3 separate regions of the Gossypium hirsutum genome follow, and regions 1 and 2 are each linked to region 3. A link is a contact called in public Hi-C data. All regions are on one chromosome and are shown on one strand. Each heading gives the region's core, a stretch centred on a gene start, on an enhancer-like site or on the middle of the called end of the contact. The rest is flanking DNA. Distances are from core to core; before and after follow the strand shown.

Region 1 (4,441 bases), core at 1,001-3,500, 250 kb before region 3:
AACATTCTTGGAGGTTGTGCTTGAGTAGATCCAGGAATAGGAGGAGCCTGGGCTCCCTAAAACAATTCAAAAAATTCAGAATCTAATTAGTGATGGGAGTGAACAACTTCCAAACACCACTTACCAAGCCAAAACATCCTGTACTTAGAATTTCCTGCACCTCATATAGAATGCCTTAAAATGGTTTCCATTTCCAAGCAACTTCATAAACCTGGCTCAAAGGTTTTAAATATCCACCAACACCAAAATTTCATATGCCAATTGATAAAATTCAATGTAATTAGTGAAGTTCAATAACCAATTTCCAATTGGTTTTGTTATTATGCAAATGCCATTGGTTATACAGTAACAGAATGCCTAATTTTTGCACAGTTCTGTAAGTTTCTGCACAATTTAACTTTCAGCAATTGGCTACAGAACCTCATATTATATCTGCACGTCAATTCTCAAGCCAATCCAATATTTATGATGGTTCAATGAAAACAATATCTTTTTGGATGAATACTGAATGGATGAGATGTTGAAAATAATAATTAGAAAGAAAAAGTTTGAACAACATAGCTATATACTGTAAAGCAATTTACAAGGCATAAACAATTTAATTGTAGAAAAGTAAACCACATCCATCAATTTTCATTCTTCCATTATAAGTTTACTAAAATCTTTCTTCATTTCTATATTGCTTTAGATTTTCTTCAAATTAACAGCTACTAATATAATGCCAAAAATTCCAAACATCAAAGAGGTGCAGATAAAATTTTAGTTACTAAATGCATTATGAAAAGAAAGGAAATCAAAGACCTTGTACACCTTATACAGATTGCTAAATGACCAACTCAACAACAATAAAATCAATGATATACTCCAGTTGTTTACATTTCTTTATGGGAAGAATTCTGAAAGCATAAACTGTAAAGATTGTAGTACTAACCTGCTGAGGCTGCATCGGCCAAGTCTGTGGTCCATAAGGAGAACCTGGAGGTGGTGGTCTAGCTTGAGGCACAGCTGAAAATGGTGATGCTGAAGGCATTGGTTGAACTGGTGGGGAAGTAACAGCTGGACTTCCCAAAACAGAACGCATGGTTGGAGCCTGAGCAGGAGCCCTAGCTGACATCATAGTTAGTGGAGGTCCAACAGGAGGTTGTGAAGCACTTGGAGCAAGAGGAAACTGGGATGCACCAGGCAAAGCTCCCGAAACAATTGCTGGAGGCCCATTACTCAAAGGACCAGCAGGTGCACGAGAGAGGGGCGCAGCTGGACCAGTCAAAGGTGGAGATGACATAAAAACATTCGGGCGAGCACCTGGCATTGGTGGTGCAACTCCACCGCTAGGTGCACCTGAAGATGGGAAAGCGCTAGAAGGTAGAACAGCACCACCTGTTGAAGAAGACAAAGAACCAGGAGGAGGTCTAGACCCAAAAGGGGAAGAGTGACCAGAAGGTTGACCAAGGGGTCTCCCTGGGGGTACATTTGCAGGTAAAGCAGATTGTGGTGGTCCAGTAGGAGGCACTGCAGGTCTTCCCATCATACCAGGTGGCGGACCAGGCCGTGCCATTGGCGGCAAGGCACCGGGGAATCCAGCTGAACCTCCAGATTGAGGAAAGGGAGGTTGTTGACCAAAAGGGGAGGGCCTAGGACCAGAATTGGGCATTGAAACTGGCCGATTTAGGTTCAAATTCTGCATGTTATCAGCTAACGAATTGGGATTGGTTTGATAATTAGGATTAACATTTCGTGGTGGTGGTGGTTGTGAATTGGCGCCGGGTCTAGGTGCCCCTGGAGGCACAGGAGCTGCCATAATTAATCAGAAACAAATTCTAATCCCCTCTTTCAATAACCGTCTATATATTTTGCAACACGATCAAATCTACACAAACCAAAACAACAAAAACAACAATTCTTCAAAAATTCTAAAAGATACACAGTAATAGTAATCGCAAATTAACATATAAAAGAAACTAAGATCGAATGTAATAAAATTGAGAAGAATAAAAAAGGAAATTAAGTACCTGATATCGGAAAGAAAAGGAGAGGTCGGATCTGTGGATGTAAGAAGATAATTAAGTTTAGATCTGAGAGTAGGGTTTTAGAAGGAGAGATCGGAGAAATTAGGGTTTTTTAGGGAAGTATCGGAGCGACCGGAGGTATGGATCTGGGGAAATGATCGGAGAAGGAGAGAGAGACAAAAAAGGCAAATAACGAGAGCGAGAGAGAGAGAGCGACGGTATTTTAACGTTGGCGAAGGAATGGGAGACAAATTTGTAATAAATCTTAATTGTAAAAAAATTATAAATAAAAAAAGGTATAATTAAGGAAAGTATTTTATTTGTCTGAGACTGTTGAAAAAACACTGATTACTTTCACAGACTTACAAATAATAGCCATTTGGATTTATTTACCGGTTTTTCCTTCTGTTCCATTTAAAAATAAATAAATAAATAAGTCACGATGTAGCCTTAGTTAAATTGTAATCTATATTATTATTAGCCTTAGTTCAATTGTAATCGATATTATTATTCGTGTAAAGAGATGTGAGTTTGAAAGCGTTAAAATGCATTATCCTCCTATTAAGAGTTGGGAAGAGGCTATAGATAGTTTTAAGTATTGTATAAGAAAACTTATAATAAGATTAATGTTTAAAAATAATAATAAATAAATTTAATTTATCGTACATTTTTAAACCATAAAAACTTTTTTCTTTTTTCTCCTTTGTAACACCCTTAACCTATATCTATCACTAGAATAGGGTTACAAGAATGCTACAGCAAGTTAACAACAATAAACAAGTAAAATCATAATTATTTCAATATAATTTTTCAAATACCATAAACCAATTGATTTATAAAAATATCTTACATCTACGAGGCTTAAATCGAGCTTTAGGGACTAAAGAATTAATCTTAAAACCTTTAGGGACTAATTTGAAACAAATTAGAAAATTTCAGGAAAATATGAAAAAATTCAAAAACAGGAGACACACAACCGTGTGGAATGCCCCAGGCCATGTAACTTTCAAAGTTGGGACACACAGTCGTGTCCTAGCCCGTGTCTCTGCCCGTATAACTCATTGAGTTGGGTCACACGGTCGTGTCGCAAGCTGTGTGCCAGTCTGTGTAACTCTCTGACTTAGGACACATGGTCATGTCGGAGGCCATGTAACACACTGACTTAAATCACATGGCTGTGGTGGCACACGGCGTGTGGTAGCCCGTGTCCCAAGCCGTGTTCACCTAAATAAACCTTAAACATCAATTTTACCATTTCAAGTTTTCTTGGACTCTAAGTAATCCATATACCAACCATTAGGGTCATTCAAAATGCCATTAAACAAGCTCAATTCATACTAATTCAACCATCTAAAGTGCTTAACCAATGTACCCTCATTGGTACCACAAGTATACACAGTTATACCACGATACAAATCATCAACCAAGACATACAAATTCACACAACTTAAACTTCTAACCATTATGTCTATCATAGGCATCTCAGTTCATAACAATGCAAAATAACTTATTAATCAAACATATGCAATAAATTTGTACCAAAGACATCTTCCTTCATTCACATATATCACAATAAGTTGTCTACTTACACTTAAGCTCATTCTTTATATATATACATGCCAAAACAAATGTTCAAAAGCTACCAAAATTGGATGAATAGTGTGACTTGAGTGCTGATTTGATCGTCCAACCTTCAAAAGTGTCTACAAGAAACATAAATTAACACAAGTAAGCTTATTGAAGTTTAGTAAGTTCGACGTACAGAAACAATAAATCTTATCAAAGTAAATATAACAATTCAATAAAAAATAATTCAATAACAAGTGTTTACTATCATCTACAATGTCAAACCGGTGAATTGCATAATTCAATTCAAAGCTCAAATAATAATTTCTGGGAAAATATATATGTCTACAACGAGTTAATTCAAGATGTCAAATACATGTCATGCCATTCAAAATCATTAAATAAGTTACAATACAACGATTTACGACCTAATGAATGACTTACAGATATGACTACACAAGTAATCCAACCGAAACACGCCAACTGCTCATAAGAGCTAATCTACCCAATAACACGTCAAATGCTCATAAGAGCTAATCCAATCGATAACACGCCACGGCAGTAAGTGCCTAGCCCCCAAGTTATATATCCGCTCCCATAACACGCCAAATCAGGATAGTATAACACGAGAGTTCGCAACAAATGTTGAACTTCGGTATACTTAGGAAAAATATATAAAGCTCTCCACATCAATCTCCACTTCAACCTCGCATAACATGCCATCATTCAGTTGTACTCTATCTCGCTTTCATTCGGCCCAATTATTGATATCAACAACATTTTCCCAAACAACTTACAACATCAATAGAATAATTTATATCCACTATTTCATATCATGTCATCGTAAATTTCATATAGATATTAAATTA
Region 2 (4,485 bases), core at 220-2,719, 200 kb before region 3:
GCTAAAATCAGCAAGACCAAGCATAGCACAGAGTTGACAATTTCAAAATAAATGAATGCAAATAGCATACCTTTCTCCCTTTCCCACCGAATATATTACACCCAAAACTAAAAACAATTGAGAAAGCACAACATACCATTAGTTCGTACCCGAGGTCTCAAAAGCCACATTTTCCTCCATGAACCTTCATATTTTGATTGCAAGACCTTATAATTCTCCACCAGGCCAGAAAGCTAAAGAAAAGAGGCACTAGTTTTAAGCATCGATAATTCATGCAACCTAATAAAAGCTTCCATATGGAAGGCAAATTTACCTGCCAAGCCTTTAAGCAGGCTGTACGCCAAAACACAGGGTTACGGATTGTATACCTCCATTTTCGACAAACACATGATGCCCTTCCTAAATCATATGGAGCCATTCGTACAAAGACCTGTACATTTATTTCATCATTACTCTCTAATTAAGGGGAAAAAGGGGAAAAAATTGTTTCTTCTTTTAAATTGCTCTTTGTTTTAAAGACAAGGAATTCTACCAGTTCATAAGTTGGAAAATTTGATATTTTGCCATTGAAATTAGAATTTTCAGCTCTTACGCAATAAAATAAACTTCAAGATGTCCGTTTATCAACCAAACCACAATCAATTGATTCAAAATCACATTTTCTACATTCGCCAGCTCAAAACCTAGCATTTCTAGATGAATAATAAACAATTAGAAGCAGATAGAGAAAACCAAAGTAAGCTAATAACAATTTTGTCAAAAAGAACTAATGCATTGAAATACTTCGAAAAGCAGCTCATCGGGCAAGCTACGATGGATAAGTGCAGGATCAACATATGATCTTCTGCTGGCGCTTCCAAAAGGGGCAACTGGTCTAACATGTTTTCCATAAAGATCTGAAATTTGAAAAGAAAAAGTAACATTAATAATTTACAAGTGTTTTATACAAAAAATTTAAGCTAATGGCTTTCAAACGGAAAAGAAAAAAAAAAAGAATGAATAAAATCATTATGGAAAATATATGAAAATAAATAAATAAAAATACCAAGCCAAGGCCTCTGCGTCACAAAGTACTGTACGGTCTTCAAGCGCAAAGCTGATTCTAATTCTACTTCAGAGGGAACTGTTAAGGCAAAATCTGAAAAAATTAAGGCCATTAATTAACTAACAATAATGTAATTAAAAGAAGAAGAAAACTAGGGGAAGAAGGCGATGAGATGAAACAAAACCAATAACAAAGATTGAAGTTTAAAATGTATCTACACAATTCGAATAAAAATAATCACCGGAAGCAAAGAAAATGGTGGATTGGAATTTAGAAATGAATGAATTCAATAATAGAAATATAAATACCTGGATTCATAGGAATCGAATCTACTATATTTTTATGAACCTCAAAGGAAAATTGAAGGAAATCTTCTCTCCTCTTTTTAAATTTCCCAAACCCGATTTTTCCAAATTAGAAGGAAATAGGAAATAAGAAATAAGTGATGGAAAAATGCTGAGAGATTACATGAAGGGCCCAATCAGAATAAACTAGAAGACACAGACTCAGTATAACCCAAAACATAAACAAAGGTTATCAACGGGTCGACTGAGTCAGCCCAGTCTACTCTAACAGACCACTGCAACCTACCTTTAAGATGTTGGGCCCTTTAAATTTCAACACTATCCAAGTTATGAAGTATTGCTGGCGAAGTGAGTGGAAGATGTTTGAAATATTGGATTGGGTTTTTAATTTTGTGAAAGTTGTAAATTTAATTTTTATATTTTTATATTTTTATTTGATTAATTCTTGTTTTTATATTTTTCCAGTTGATCAATTTTAGTTCTGTATTTTTTAAAATATGAAATTTTAGTCTTAACTCAAATAGTAGTAGTTAAATTCATTTGATTAATTTTAATTAATAGTCATGTACTATTTATACAGTTGTAGATTTATTCCATTTTCTCTAGTTGGATCATTCTAAGTCTCTATACATTTCAAATTTTGAAATTTCAATCTTAACATAAATGATAATTGTTAATCCATTAACTAGATTTTTAGTGAGTAATATGTAAAAATAATATATTGATGTGACATTACACATGATAATATGTTTGGCATATCAGATTTAAGAAATAGCAAAATTTTACTTAGGGTAGAGTTTGGAAAACCACCTAATAATTAGCTTGGGTGTAATTACTTGTAATTACACAATGATGGCATGTTTGGGTAAGCATTGTAACGGGTGGGTCTTATCGAATTGGGTGTAATTGGAATATCCCAATTATACTTTCCAATTCTTAGGAGGAGGGTAAGATTTTGAGTAATTACATAAGTCAAATAAAAAATTTAAAATTATTTTTATACAAGTTATAAAAATTATACTATAAACATGAACATGTCTGAGTGTTTGAGATAGTAATGACTAGACCTGCTCATGAACTGGGTCAATGCAAAATTTTAGGCTCGTTTTTTAAACCCGAACTTGACCCAAAAATTGGCATAAAATCATGTCCAAGCCCAGCCCAGATTAAAAATGTTAAATTCGAGCTTGACCAGCTCGAATTAAATTTTTTATATTCTTTTTTCATCAATCCCATGTTTGTGGTATAAATTTCAAATTATTCATATATATGTGTTAATTTCATTTTTTTATATTACATGTATGTTCGTTTTATGGTTTATTTTCGGGGTTTATGGTTATCCTTCTTAATAATATTATCTCCAATATTCGAATCTACTTTTTTTTCCTTAAGAATATAACGCATTTTTCTATTTCACCCAATCACTAGTTGGTACATTCAATATTCAGAATTTGTGACAGCTCCTCTTAATAATGATATATTCAATATTCGAACATATATTTATTTTTTAAAAGTATAATATATTTTACTATTGCATATAACAACTTGTTGGTACCTTTATATTATTTTTAAACGATTTATTATAGTGTTGTAATTTAGAGAATAATTTATGTATTTATTATATCATAACTCATTACATACTTTGTATTGTTTGCCATAGCGATATGTTTGCTTCTTATATGGGCGTGGGTGTTGTTTATATTAAATCTTGCATATATTTGTATTATTTTTTGTGAAGTGTGATGCTCTAATTAATATCATATTTTTTATATTATGTTTCGTTTCAATCTATATCTTACATAATTTGTTGTATAGAAATTAGATCTTTATACGAATCTATCATAAATTAATATAAATAAAATGTTTGAAATTTTATTTAATTTTTCGAAACGCAGCGAGAGAATCTAGTATTTTATTTCAACATAATGCAATTCAAATAGGATAAAAATAGGTTAAATTCTATTATTAGTCCCTTTTAATTTTTGCATTTTTAATTTGGTTATTTTTAGTTTTTATACTTTTTTAAAGTTTAACATTCCAGTCCTCATCAAGCGAAAACTATAGAATTCATTCAATTAAGTTATGATATTTCCTAAATCTGACTCTACAAACATGTTATTATATATGTAATGTCAATCCAGTTTGTTATTTTCACATATTACTAAAAAAAACTAGTTAATGAATTAACGATCATCATTTGCATCAATATTGAACTTTCAAACTTTAAAAAGTATAGGAACTTAGAATGATCCAATTGGAGAATACAGACTAAATCTACAATTATATGCATAGTAAATGACTAGTAATTCAATTTAATTGATTGAGTTTTGTTTGGATTAGGGCTAATATTTGAAAAATATAAAGACTAAAATTGATTAAATAAAGTATAATGACTAAATCTACAACTCTCGCAAAATAACAAGACAAAGAAATAATAAATTTATATATATTTTTTAAAACATGTTATTAAAATATTCGTAAAATTTTTATACAACTAATATTTTAGGCAAAATGTAAAATATATATATATATAATATACTAAATATTAATTTTCCTCAAACTTATAATAATAAACAAATATATTATTAAAATGTTATCTGAAAATATATCAAATAACTGGAGAAATTAATTCATAAAGTTGTTGTTGTCAACATTATTATTATTGTTTTTGAAAGAAATTATTATCATTATTATTATTTCATTTTGATTTAAGTAAAAAGAATTAAAAAAATGAAAATAAGAATAAAATTGTCAAAAATGTTATATTACTAAGAGATGGTATTAAGATTATTCTTATATTTTAGAATGTTGACAATATTTAAATTTAAGATCAATAACTGAGGAAATATTATGTCGGAATCTCACATTATCCTCAAAAATGTTACATTTTTAAACCAAAAACACTCACTAAGAGTTTCTTTTGTTGAAAAAACATCTTATAGTCAAAGTTTATTATTTGTACTTGTATAATTGTTAAGTCATTAATTAAATTTGTTTCTTGAGTTAATTGAGCAACAATTTAATTAATAAAATATTAACTTTAAAAAAAATAATAAATATTATTATTAAAATATATAATTTTCTATAAATGAATTCTTTTACATATATAATATATAAAAATATATAGAATAAGAA
Region 3 (4,723 bases), core at 1,848-4,347:
CTGGAAGAATGGCACTAGGGACTTTCAAGTCATTGGTGACAGCAATTTGTACTACCTCCTTCAAGATTATTCAGTCACAAATGATTTCTAGAATAAATTTAGCAGGGGAAAACATAATCATCTAAGTAAATTATTGGTAGATAGTTTTTTTTAAAAATTTAAAAATAGGTGAAGAATCCTACTTTGTTTGCTGCTCTTATAATCTTGTCTGTAGGGCCATCTGCACTAGTATCACAAAAGCATTGCTTCATGGATGCTTGCTTCTTTTGGTAATCTTATCGTTCAGTATAATACACCATTTTGGTGCTCTCGGATACATGTTGCTATTTGAAATAATCAAAAATATCTGTTGTGGAATTTTTATTCATTTTTTGCTTCCCTACGCGGATTTTGATGTAGGAAGCATATGCTCCTTTTGTTTCTTTCTAATATATTCATACTGTTTTATAAACGCCAACTTGACCATGGTTATTTGCCCATTGTACTGCATTTTAAGAAACTACATGGATTTTGATGTATTCTTTTGCTTTCTTTCTGGCAAGTTCATACTGTTCCCCACCAAAAAGAATATGCCAAGTTCCTTTTGTTTTTAACAAATGCTGAAAAATACATAGTTGCTCCTATTTTTCAAAAGAATGAACTTAGAAGTTCATTTTCGCATGCTTATTGAACATTAGAAGTATATGTGATACACACCTAATAACGTTTTCAGCTTGCCGAGCCCACTTTGCCATTTGGAGGAGTCGGGGACAGCGGAATGGGTGCCTACCATGGGAAATTCTCCTTTGACACTTTTAGCCATAAGAAGGCTGTTCTTTATAGAAGTTTTGCTGGTGATGCACCTCTAAGATACCCACCGTACACAAATGGAAAGCTCAGGTTACTAAAGGCTCTTCTTGGTGGTAGCATATTAGGCATAATCCGTGCTTTGATGGGATGGTCTAAGGCTTAAAAGAGAAAACCTATGTGGCTATCTCTGTTGTAACTTTTTATTATTTTTTTCATGTTATGCAATTTACTGATTTCAATATATTTTCAAGCATGTAAGTCAGTTTAAAGACCACGGTTGTATAGTTTTCTTTTTTCGCTTAAAATCAATGTGATGTTCATAATGTAGGTATCATGATTTGAGAATCATTTTATAGGAATGAATTGGCACTGATGCAGTTCAACATTGTAAAAATGTGTTGATTTGATGATAACCTTGCCTGAGGTGGTTTTGTTTACTGCAGAACTAACATGCTTTGTTCCAGTTTGAAAGGTACCATTACATTTACATGTCTAACTGGTATTGTAAGTGGCATCATATTGGAATGTTATTCTGCCAGGTCCCATTACATTTATGAAAATGTTAAAATGGTTTGATTTTAGCTGACTGGTAATGAGCAGGTGATATATTCCTTGTTGAAGTATCTGCGAAGCACCTGACATTACATTTTACAATGAAGGGAAGCCTGAAATACTGTTGGAAGTAACATATCCACAAGTAAAACAAATTCTGAGACTCCTAAAGAAACTAAAACCACATTCATGAAGAAGAATCCCCTAAAATTCTAACTGCGGCGGCTTGTTGATCATCTGTGAGCTCCGTTGGGAAGTTAATCAGGAATCTAACTTTTAAGTTCCCTCTGCTTGCTGCTTCTTTTGTGGTTGGCATGCCCTGGCCTGTGATTATCTTTTCATATCCAGGGTGAATGATTTCATCTATTTTCAGTTCCATTTTCTCCCCACCCAGTAATGGTATGGGAAGGCTGCAACCTGTTAGGGCTTTCACCAGAGGAATTTCAATCGTTAATTCCAAATCATCACCGTCTCTTCCGAAGATAGGATGTTGTTTCTCGGCAATAACGAATGTGACGTCAGCTGCATATAATCGAGGTACTTCATTTCCCATTCCTTCAAATGTAATCTTTGTTCCTTTCTTCCATCCCGGCTCCACGTTTATTGATAACATCTCCTTATGTTCAACTCTTTGCCTGCAGATCATAAACAGATCATCAATTTCAGTCAAGACGATGGTTAAGGTAATGTTTTTCGGATTACAAACCCGGATTCTGTAATAACGTCCCTTTTGATCTTTATCTTCTCGGTACATCCATAGCACAAATCTTCAAGCGTGCATTCGAGTTGCTTCTCAATTGGTGGTGGTTTCACCACCCCGGTTGAGTTTGAGAACATGATGGGGTTACCATTCGGGCGGCTCGTGCTTCCTGACAGGGGCTCAAATAAGCCATTTCTATCTGTTGTTGTGCTTCTTCTCAGGCTTCCCTCCTTATTCTGTGAGGAAGGCTTGGGGCTGGGGCTGGGGCTGCGGCTCCTCTTGCTTGTACCCTTTGAGTTTGTAGAATCTTGGCGAGAAAAGCATGCGTCCATGCTTCGATACTTGAAAAAACCTTTAGAACTCCGACCTTCGGATCTCGACCCATCGCTATCGCTTGTCCAGCTGCTAACTCGGACAATTTTTTGTCCATCTCCATTCTCATCTGGAGAGCCCTACAACATGAAAAGTTTCTCTCACGTTTACAACCCAAATGAGGATTCAAAGAATCACCAAATTTTCATAATTTCTAAATTATTGTTTAGACTTTTACATATTATTATTGCATTACATTGCATTGCATGCATGGAGATTTAACGTACAGGTATACCTGGGAAGGTTGGTATATGGGTTGGTCGGAAGAGGAGGATTTCTTAAGACGAAGTCGCCATGATCGTAAGACTCTGGTAATCTCCCGTAAACTGAAACCTTTCTTCTTTTGATTAAAAATGGGGACAGGTTCTTGGTTCAGATGATTTACCATGGGAGACAACCACCAATACCCCCCCCACCCAAAAAAAAAAAACAATGAAAGAAAGGCGAAGGCAGCAAGAAGAAAGAAGAGGATTAGATGGATAGAGTTAGACCATAAACCCAACACCAGAAAATTGCTTGGATAATTTGTCAAATATTTAAGCCGGGGGATATTTTCTCCTGTCTTTAATTAGCAAACGCTGTGACTAATAGATTAGAGAGCCTATATATTTTTTCAACTTTTTATAATTTTGCTCTGTTTTCTTTTCCTTTTTAAGCTCCAAGCCTTGACTTCACGTAATAAGATAAATCTTCCATAACAAACAATAACGTGTCTGAAATTTTAATCATCAAAGTCGACCAAATTATTAGATACACCTTCTCCACTACTTATCCAATTGAACTGATCCACGTCACATTTTCCTTTTATGTCATATTACACATATCCTAATCCTCTAGCCCCACCCGGTTGTTTTTCTATCAAAATATTTAACAGCAAAAAACCAAATCTAAATCTTTGCATGGTTTTCATAGCGGAGAAAAATTTGTCAATGAAAGCTTACAAATAAATGAGAGTATATCATGTTCCTTCTAAATTGTATTGGTTTTAGTTTAGGGGTTTTTGTACATCGTCTTGTTGGTAAAAAAGCGACTCATGAATTGATGAATCGGTTGCATGAAATGCTCCGATCAAGATAAATATTAACTTTTTGCATGTTTTTGTCATAAAGGAAACTCTACGTTAAAGTGCATCTGTGGCACCCAAGTTTTTTGTATAATTATTGTATTGCACAATGTAGTCTCTTGGATCTCTAGTACCGGCTAAAGGTGTGCATGGCCGGGTCCGGGCCGGGCCCATTGAAAATTTTAGGCCCGTTTTCTAGGTCTGGGCCTGACCCGGCCCGAAATATGGGCCTAAAATTTTGTCCAAGCCTTGCCCGAAATAAAATTGTTAAGCCCGAGTCCAGCCCGGCCCTGCCCATATTAAATTTTTTAACTTATTTCATTAAATAAATTTTTTTAAATATATTAAATCATCAAATACATTTAAAACAAATATTAAAACAAGAAACAAATAAAAAATATATTAAAACAATTCTTAAAACAATACACAAGTTAAAAATATAATAAAAATTAATTATATTAAAATTAAAATTAAAATATAAATATGATTAAAAATAAAAAATATATATTTAGTATATAATTAGGGCCGGGCCGGGTCAGGCTCGGGCCAAAAAAATTTTACCCGAGCCCGGCCTATTTTCTAAACGGGCCTCATTTTTTTGCCCAAACCCATATTTCGGGCCTATATTTTTACCCGAACCCTCCCATTTTTTGGACGGGCCTTCGGGCCGGACCGGGTAGCCCCGGCCCATGCACACCTCTAGTACTGGCATAAGTTTGTTTTTTGTTTTTTTTTGTGGCGGTAGGTATTTCACAGCTATCGAGGAGCTAAAGGATAATTAGAATAAGAAGTTTATCCCATATCATCATACCTAGTTTTGCGAAGAGATTGCAATTCTTTTCTCAAAAGCTTGCATCTTCTAGAAGGGTGTTTTGTAGATAGGGCAACACCATTTGCGGATAATGCTCCTCATGTCTAAATGGTTGAAGCATTTTGTTGATTGATGTCTTTTTAACGTTGGTATAATGGTCGTTGTTGCGATTTGATCTTTTAGAGTTTTCATTCGTTATGTTGGGAGTTTGAGTTTGGGTTTGGGTTTGGGTTTTAAGTGGTTTGTTCTTCTAAAGTGGGGTATGTTTTGTTTATTATGTCTTAATATTAATATTTGATAAATTATTGAAATGGTCAAAATAATTATTTATGAAAATAAACAAATGTCATTCATTATCTCTATGTTAGATTGACTTCAATGGTTTTTGTATGAAAAGTAAAATGTATAAATAAATATTTATTACTTGATAACCTAA

The links. Hi-C and Micro-C count contacts between places; a contact is called where the count stands out from the background.
Region 1: a Hi-C map of leaf shows a contact between it and region 3, with 3 times the contacts expected there. The contact joins the promoter of LOC107962524 here to the promoter of LOC107962531 in region 3. A contact is called at or near these places in 9 of 34 Hi-C or Micro-C datasets (callus, hypocotyl, leaf and 1 more).
Region 2: a Hi-C map of leaf shows a contact between it and region 3, with 5 times the contacts expected there. The contact joins the promoter of LOC107962525 here to the promoter of LOC107962531 in region 3. A contact is called at or near these places in 11 of 34 Hi-C or Micro-C datasets (callus, fibers, leaf and 1 more).

Annotation. Positions count from the first base shown.
Region 1 is chrA06:7,591,908-7,596,348 of Gossypium_hirsutum_v2.1, forward strand. LOC107962524 (protein transport protein Sec24-like At4g32640) reads right to left here and starts at 2,251. Exons shown (of 25, transcript XM_016898942.2): 1 at 2,010-2,251; 2 at 932-1,867; 3 at 1-56. The coding sequence starts at 1,798.
Region 2 is chrA06:7,649,780-7,654,264 of Gossypium_hirsutum_v2.1, forward strand. LOC107962525 (F-box protein 7) reads right to left here and starts at 1,470. Exons shown (of 11, transcript XM_016898943.2): 1 at 1,354-1,470; 2 at 1,046-1,138; 3 at 784-896; 4 at 314-430; 5 at 137-233. The coding sequence starts at 1,363.
Region 3 is chrA06:7,846,060-7,850,782 of Gossypium_hirsutum_v2.1, forward strand. It overlaps LOC107962531 (dnaJ homolog subfamily B member 4), which reads right to left and starts at 3,098. Exons shown (of 3, transcript XM_016898949.2): 1 at 2,649-3,098; 2 at 2,048-2,493; 3 at 1,248-1,976. The coding sequence starts at 2,801. The coding sequence ends at 1,529. LOC107962530 (aldehyde dehydrogenase family 3 member H1) reads left to right here. Exons shown (of 10, transcript XM_016898948.2): 10 at 713-1,226. The coding sequence ends at 952.